Linked DNA regions of Mus musculus: region 1 is linked to region 2. The links are chromatin contacts, called in public Hi-C maps. All regions are on one chromosome and are shown on one strand. The core of a region is the stretch at or near the end of the contact, and the rest is flanking DNA. Distances in the headings are between cores, read along the strand shown. Region 1 holds the start of Tmem70 (transmembrane protein 70). Region 2 overlaps Ube2w (ubiquitin-conjugating enzyme E2W (putative)).

Region 1 (3,209 bases), core at 168-2,667, 94 kb before region 2:
CTCCAGAGCTAACACTGGGACTTTAAGTCTGTGCCACTACCATACCCTGGGCCTTCTATCTCTTAGCAAGAAAGCTTGCTTGAAAAACTGCTTGAAAGCTATATGAAACAGGAGTTTCCCAAGTATGTATAAATGAGCATCTAAAAATGAATTTCACATTGCTCACATTTAAAAATGTAAAAAGTATGCCTAATTTGTGTTGAAATTCAGTTAAGAGTCCAATATCTCGAGACCCTTGGCTATAGCACACACCTTTTATCTGTGAGTTTGAAGCCAGCACCAGCCTGGTCAACAGATCAGCCAGGGCTACACAGGGAAACCCACCCACAAGCAACTAACAACAAATAATTCAATTACCACTTTCAGCATTTCTTAAAAGTTTTTAAAATTCTTATATATTACAATGTAGCTTAATATACATAAAATTCTTGCCGAGCTACACCTTTAATCCCAGCACTCTGGAGGCAGTGGCAGGGGATATCTGAGTTCAAGGCCAGCTTGGTCTACAGAGCAAGTCCCAGGTTAGCCAAGACTACACATGAGAAACCCTGTCTCGAAAACCCACAAAATTCTTACATTTTATAGTATAGTTTAACATACTACGTACTTTGTTCAATAACATCCACACCCCACCTTTCACTCCGTAATCAAAGAAATTCCTAAAAACGGACAAGTAACACAACTTAGGAGGCTAGCTCCACGTGCTGCATCAATTTCTTAGCACTTAGCGCCCTTCTGACCTTTAGCTCTAGAGTAAGAAATAAGTCCCTGCGCAGCAGAGCAAATCTTTAATCCTAGAATGGGAAGTCAATAGGTAGGCGAGTCTCTGATTTCGAGGACAACCGGGTCTATATAGCGAATTCAGGACAGGTGAGTCTACAAAACTGGGACATCCTGTCTCTGAAAAACAACAAAAAGAACCATTTGTGGTGCTTTAATAGCCTTCGAAAGGAGAATCAATCCCTGGATTGACAGCAGCTGCGGACCCCGAGGTCGAGGCCTGCTCCTCCCAGGCCCGCACCGGGAGTGTCCCCTCAGCACTGGAGTTCCCAGACCCCATGCTGCGCCCGCTCCCCACCACCACAGCCTACGAACAGCCGACCTGCGCTCGCCCGGGTGGCCCGCAAGACTCGGCTAGCGCTAGATGCCCGCCGCTCCGGAGCCGCTCTGGCTCGGCTAGCGAGGCCGCACGCCAGAAAGCGATCCCGGAACCTCGGAGCGCGGCGGCCACACACCACGTCGTCCTCGTCCGGCCCGGCCATAGGCCCGCTGCCCACCGGCCGCCCAACCCCAACAGCATGCTGCGAGTTGGAGAAGGTGGCCGTCAGTTTCCAGCTGCGGCCAAGGACACCCAAAAGCGACTCCGCTCGACAGTGGCCCCCACAAGAGCGATGAGGCTCCGCCCCTTAAACGGAACACGCGGCCGGATTGGTGCGCGCGCGTGCGCAGAAAATGCGGCCGGCCTGCAACCTTCTCCACCTGGTGGGTTCCAGGCAGCAAATGACCCAAAACCCCAACTCCCTGCTTAAGATGATGGGCTTCAACCGAATTCCTAGTATTTGGTCGGCTTTTGACCGTGTGCAAGGACAGAGTGTGTAGGCATGTGAAAAAGACAGTGACCAGAAGCCTAGTTAAATACTTCGTTCTCATGAAAGTCACTTTATAGGTCCTAAAACTGGTTTGGGAAAATGATTTAGCTTCGCAGAAGTAATTGTAGCATATCAGCCCAAAAGGAATGTAGTTTAAGGTACTTAATGTTATAATGTTTAAATACTTTGTATGCTATGATATGATATTAACAAAATGAATGAATGATTTAGTCCCAGCACTTGGGAGACAGAGACAGGCGCATTTCTGAGTTCGAGGCCAGCCTGGTCTACAGAGTGAGTTCCAGGACAGCCAGGGCTACACAGAAAAACCCTGTCTCGGGGGAAAAAAAAAAAAAAAAAGATTTAATGATTTAACTTAATTCCACCACTGAGATAGGAGAAAATGGAATTTTTTCACATAATTTTCGATTTTGTTGACAGATTTTTTTTTTTCCCCATTAAAAACGTCGTATCCGAGCTGGGTGTGGTGGCGTACGCCTTTAATCCCAGCACTCGGGAGGCAGAGGCAGGCGGATTTCTGAGTTCGAGGCCAGCCTGGTCTACAGAGTGAGTTCCAGGACAGCCAGGGCTATACAGAGAAACCCTGTCTCGAAAAAAAACAAAAAAACAAAAACAAAAACCAAAGGAACAAACAAACAAAGCCCCCATCATGTCCAAGGTGGGGAGTGTATCTTGCCTAGCACGGACTGACATAGAAGAATCTACAGTGTTGCAAATCCAGAGCCAATTTATCATGGGCCATTTGCAGATCTCTTAGTAGCCTTAATGTATTGTCCTCCTGTGTACCTAACATCTTCACGACCTTCAGCTGGAACACACCGAGTTCAAGCTTTCATTTGGAATGCACAGGGTATTAGTTTTCCGAGTACTGTCAAATAGCACCTGAAGCCTAAAACAGGTTTCCCCACTTTTAAAAAACGTACCTAACCATCCCACTAATGTAGAAACCTGTCTTGACTGATGATTTTCTTTGTTCTGTTACTATAAAAAAGCTTCATGAAACTACTTCCATGTTGAAACATGGAACATGGGGACAGGGGGTGACATAAATCTGTGTTTCCAAGCCATGATCACTCATTTGGTTCTAGAATAAGTTCTCTTTTCTCTCCATTGAGGTGAGAGTTTTTTGAATCAACACTATACCTTTCTCCCAAAGGCAGATGATACTTAGTGCCTATTGCACAGGACTTAGACAGGAGTAGAGGGAGCACTGTAACGGCATAAATTTGGGAACTCATGGTGCAAATGTGTAATAGGACATGCATCTAAAAATACACGAGACTACCTCTAACTGGAATCTCTGTGTTCTAGGTCAGGTCAGACATTCAGGTCATAATGCCTGAAATAAATACCAACCATCTTGATGAAAAATCAGTTTACTTTGTAGCAAAGATGTGTATTCTTATTGATGAAAATGGCAATAAAATTGGAGCTGACACCAAGAAAAACTGTCACCTGAATGAATCCATCAACAAAGGATTATTACATCCACCGAGCATTTAGTGTCTTCTTGTTTAATAATGAAAATAAGCTCCTGTTACAGCAGAGATCAGATGCTAAAATTACCTTTCCAGGTTGTTTCACCAATAGTTGCTGTAG
Region 2 (3,156 bases), core at 81-2,580:
CAGATCTTATTACGGGTGATTGTGAGCCACCATGTGGTTGCTGGGATTTGAACTTAGGGCCTTCAGAAGAACAGTCAGTGTTCTTACCTGCTGAGCCATCTCGCCAGCTCTGATTTATTTTTAAAATATAGTTTATTTACCATGTATATTATAATCCATGAATTCCCCTAGCATGACAGAATTAACTTAGTCTTTATTGGTGGAAATTCCGTTAGCACTAATTTATCAGCCTTTATGTGGAATTATTGTAAAAACTGTGGCTAGTGTTTCCTGAGCTCTTCCTTTATAAAGCTGCATAGCTCTTGGCAGTTACTGCTGGTCCCAGGCTTCTTTCTGAAAAGTAACAGTCCTCAATTCCTCATGTGCATTTTTTTGCCAAATTAGTTTTCTAAAATAAGTGATAGACACTACAGTTATATACTGTCTATTATGTGGAGGCTGCCAGGAGGTATTGTAGGTATTGAGGGTTTTAAATGACCTTGCATATGAATATTTCTGAATATTGTGAATACTTTTTGAGAATTAGTTTTCTGAAGGGACATTAACATTAAGTGCCTATTGATTGATTTGAAAGTTGTATCTTACTATTGAAGGAGAGTTACCTTATAGACTAAAGGTGTATTTTATTTAATGTAAAATGTCATGACTGCTTAAGAATTGCTGATAGAAAAATTCTCTTCAGATGTGTCTGAATATGTGCATATCAATTTCTTGTTTCAAATTGAACTGATATACTAATCATATATTAATTTAAGTTTGTGCAAGCTCTCATTTCCTTGAAAGAGTAAAGGTTGGTTTGCTTATATTATATAACTGAACACAAATTTTCATCTGTAAGACTGAGAACGGCAAGTCAGGCTGGCCACGTTCTTGCTACTTGGCATTATTTCTCCATGTGATGAGCTTGTAGATGAACTTACACGTGCTTCCGTTTCTAATTCTCTTTTTCTCCTTTCCTTAAAGATGACACTTGTTGATGCCGCTGCCCTCCTCCTGTAGCAGAAGATAGTCCTACTGAGAAATGAGCACTTTGATCATTCAGTCTTTGAACTTTAACCTTTGACTGGAAGTGACCTATAGGCAATGAAGACTACTTCCTTTTACTGCATTTTTACTCGTGTGCATTCTGGGCGCATGTTGATCGCTGGTTCAGTCCAGTCAACCGACATGCTTTTATTAGTCATACAGTATTAATGCAGGTGTCAGGAAATGTCAACTATAATTCCATTTTTTATTTTTATTTTTTTAAGCTTTTGGAAAAGTTCCAGGTCCTCGTGTATTGTGCAATAACAGTGACTTCCTCAGTGGTTTGGGGACGTTCATTGCCGGCAATGGACGTTGTAAAAGGAAGAGTTTTCTTAACTCCTGCCACTTGGTGATTAATGCATGATAGGGCCTATGAAATGAATTTATCAGTTGTTGTGGGATTATAAGGAAAGTGAGGGATCCAACATTACATTGAAAGCCACCCCAATTGTTTATATTTGGATTCTATGCACTGTGATCCTAAGGCCAACAGCATGAAATTACATGCATCTTTAAAGGACCGAAAGAAAGATCATTGCATATTTATTTAATTGTTTATATCTGCTGTCAAATTGTTTTGACATGGAAAGTTTTCGAGGAACATTGGCAGAGAGGTACAATATGTTATCCCTATGGTGAAAATAAATTCATTTGTTGTATATACTCCTCAGTCTCTGAAGTGAAGGTGTGAATAATAGAGTGTGGATGGTTAACCAAGGTGTTGTTTGGAAGTAAAAGAAAAAATGGCAGTGATGATTAAATTACTGCCATCCATCATTTGGGCCTGTTATTATTTTTCCAAGTATATTATACTCTGTTACTTCCTGCTAGCCATCAGCATGAGCCCTATTGCCTAAACACTATTTCATTTATTTATGTTTGGAAAAAATCCATAAACATTTTTGTTTGTAATCTTGTTTCTTTTGTTATGTTTTCAGTTGTTTAAATGTTATAATACTTTAATTGAAAGAATTTTGTCAAGTTTTTTTTTCTTGTAAATTTTCTTTACTTGTATCATCTTGTCCTTCAATACTGTACCCTAAAATAAGAAATACATTTTTGACAGAGGCTTAATGTTTTAACAAAAGAGTGTGGACATTTTTATTTTAAGATTTTGGTAAAAGGATACTATAAAAACAATGTTTGCTTATTTGTCTCACTTACCCATTGTGTAGGGTTTCTTGGAAGAACTTGTTTTGTTTGTTGAGAAGATTTTGCCTACAGTTAGATGAAGTTTTTCTGTCTGCCTGTCTGTCTGTCTCTACTCTTATCTATCTGTATGTATGTAGGTATCTATCTATCATCTCTCTCTCTGATCTATAAAACAATTGTTGAGAAGGTTCCATCCTAAATACCATGTACCATGTAATGATTATATAACTAGGTCTTTTTAAGAAGTGATTAATGTATTTTATAAATTACCTTTTCACATATGCAAGCTCTGTTTCTATGACAATGTTATTTTTACTGATGCCTTACTGTTATAGTCTTTTTGAATATCCTGCAGTGAATATATTAATCAATTTGGGCTAAAAATAAAAGCCAGTTGGCTGAAAGGTCTGACGGTATGTAAACCCATAAAAAAATCATTCAACTGATAATTGGTAAAGAATATTTTAAAAATTGTTTTTAACCTCTGTGTAGATGACATTTTGTAGCTTTTTACATGTTGTTAATTAAGGGCATATAATTTTACACTCTAAAAGTATAACTGCTGAACTCAGGGGTGGGTAGACTTCAAAAATATGTCTACTGTAGAAATAACTTGAAAAAAATTAAATCCATGGCCAGCCACCAAATTGTGGACACTGTTTATAAAACTAGGGAGCAATCATCATTTTTTAAAGATTATAAACGTTTTCTTCTGTCTTGACTGCATGTATATAAGTTCCCACAGTAACCATTATCAGTTTTATTAGTTGGCCTTCTTGACATGAAAAAAATCTTTACGTTCTTACGTTTCTTCTGCTTTTACGATGAAATCACAGCTGTAAGTTAAGTTTATGTCACTGCTCTAAATATTAATTAGCTCTTTTGTCGGGTTGGGGACACAGGGAGAAACACTTACCTATCCGTGGTCCTCTTACTAAAATCCTGGCCTGTGACGTCACTCACCGAAGGAGCTCCCAC

What was found. A called contact is a pair of places that touch in the nucleus more often than the background predicts.
Region 1: a contact with region 2 is called in a Hi-C map of granulocyte-monocyte progenitors, with 1.8 times the contacts expected there. The contact joins the promoter of Tmem70 here to the enhancer-like site in region 2. A contact is called at or near these places in 10 of 39 promoter capture datasets (the C10 cell line, the HPC-7 cell line, cranial neural crest and 5 more), 1 of 484 Hi-C or Micro-C datasets (granulocyte-monocyte progenitors), 5 of 115 datasets of contacts at active chromatin or transcription factors (the SCID.adh cell line, bone marrow-derived macrophages and embryonic stem cells) and 3 of 9 other capture datasets (adipose tissue, liver and pancreatic islet).

Annotation. Positions count from the first base shown.
Region 1 is chr1:16,663,399-16,666,607 of GRCm38.p6, reverse strand. Tmem70 (transmembrane protein 70) reads right to left here and starts at 1,417. Exons shown (of 3, transcript NM_027415.2): 1 at 1,103-1,417. The coding sequence starts at 1,300. It also overlaps the pseudogene Gm7654.
Region 2 is chr1:16,569,090-16,572,245 of GRCm38.p6, reverse strand. Ube2w (ubiquitin-conjugating enzyme E2W (putative)) reads left to right here. Exons shown (of 6, transcript NM_025773.4): 6 at 964-3,156. The coding sequence ends at 977. Among named protein-coding and RNA genes, the nearest start is that of Ube2w, 49 kb to the left of the region's middle. Within about 2 kb of position 1,330, at least 6 of the 459 cell types and tissues checked have an H3K27ac peak or open chromatin away from gene starts, as enhancers often do. A contact at or near this core is called in bone marrow-derived macrophages and granulocyte-monocyte progenitors, where this site is marked.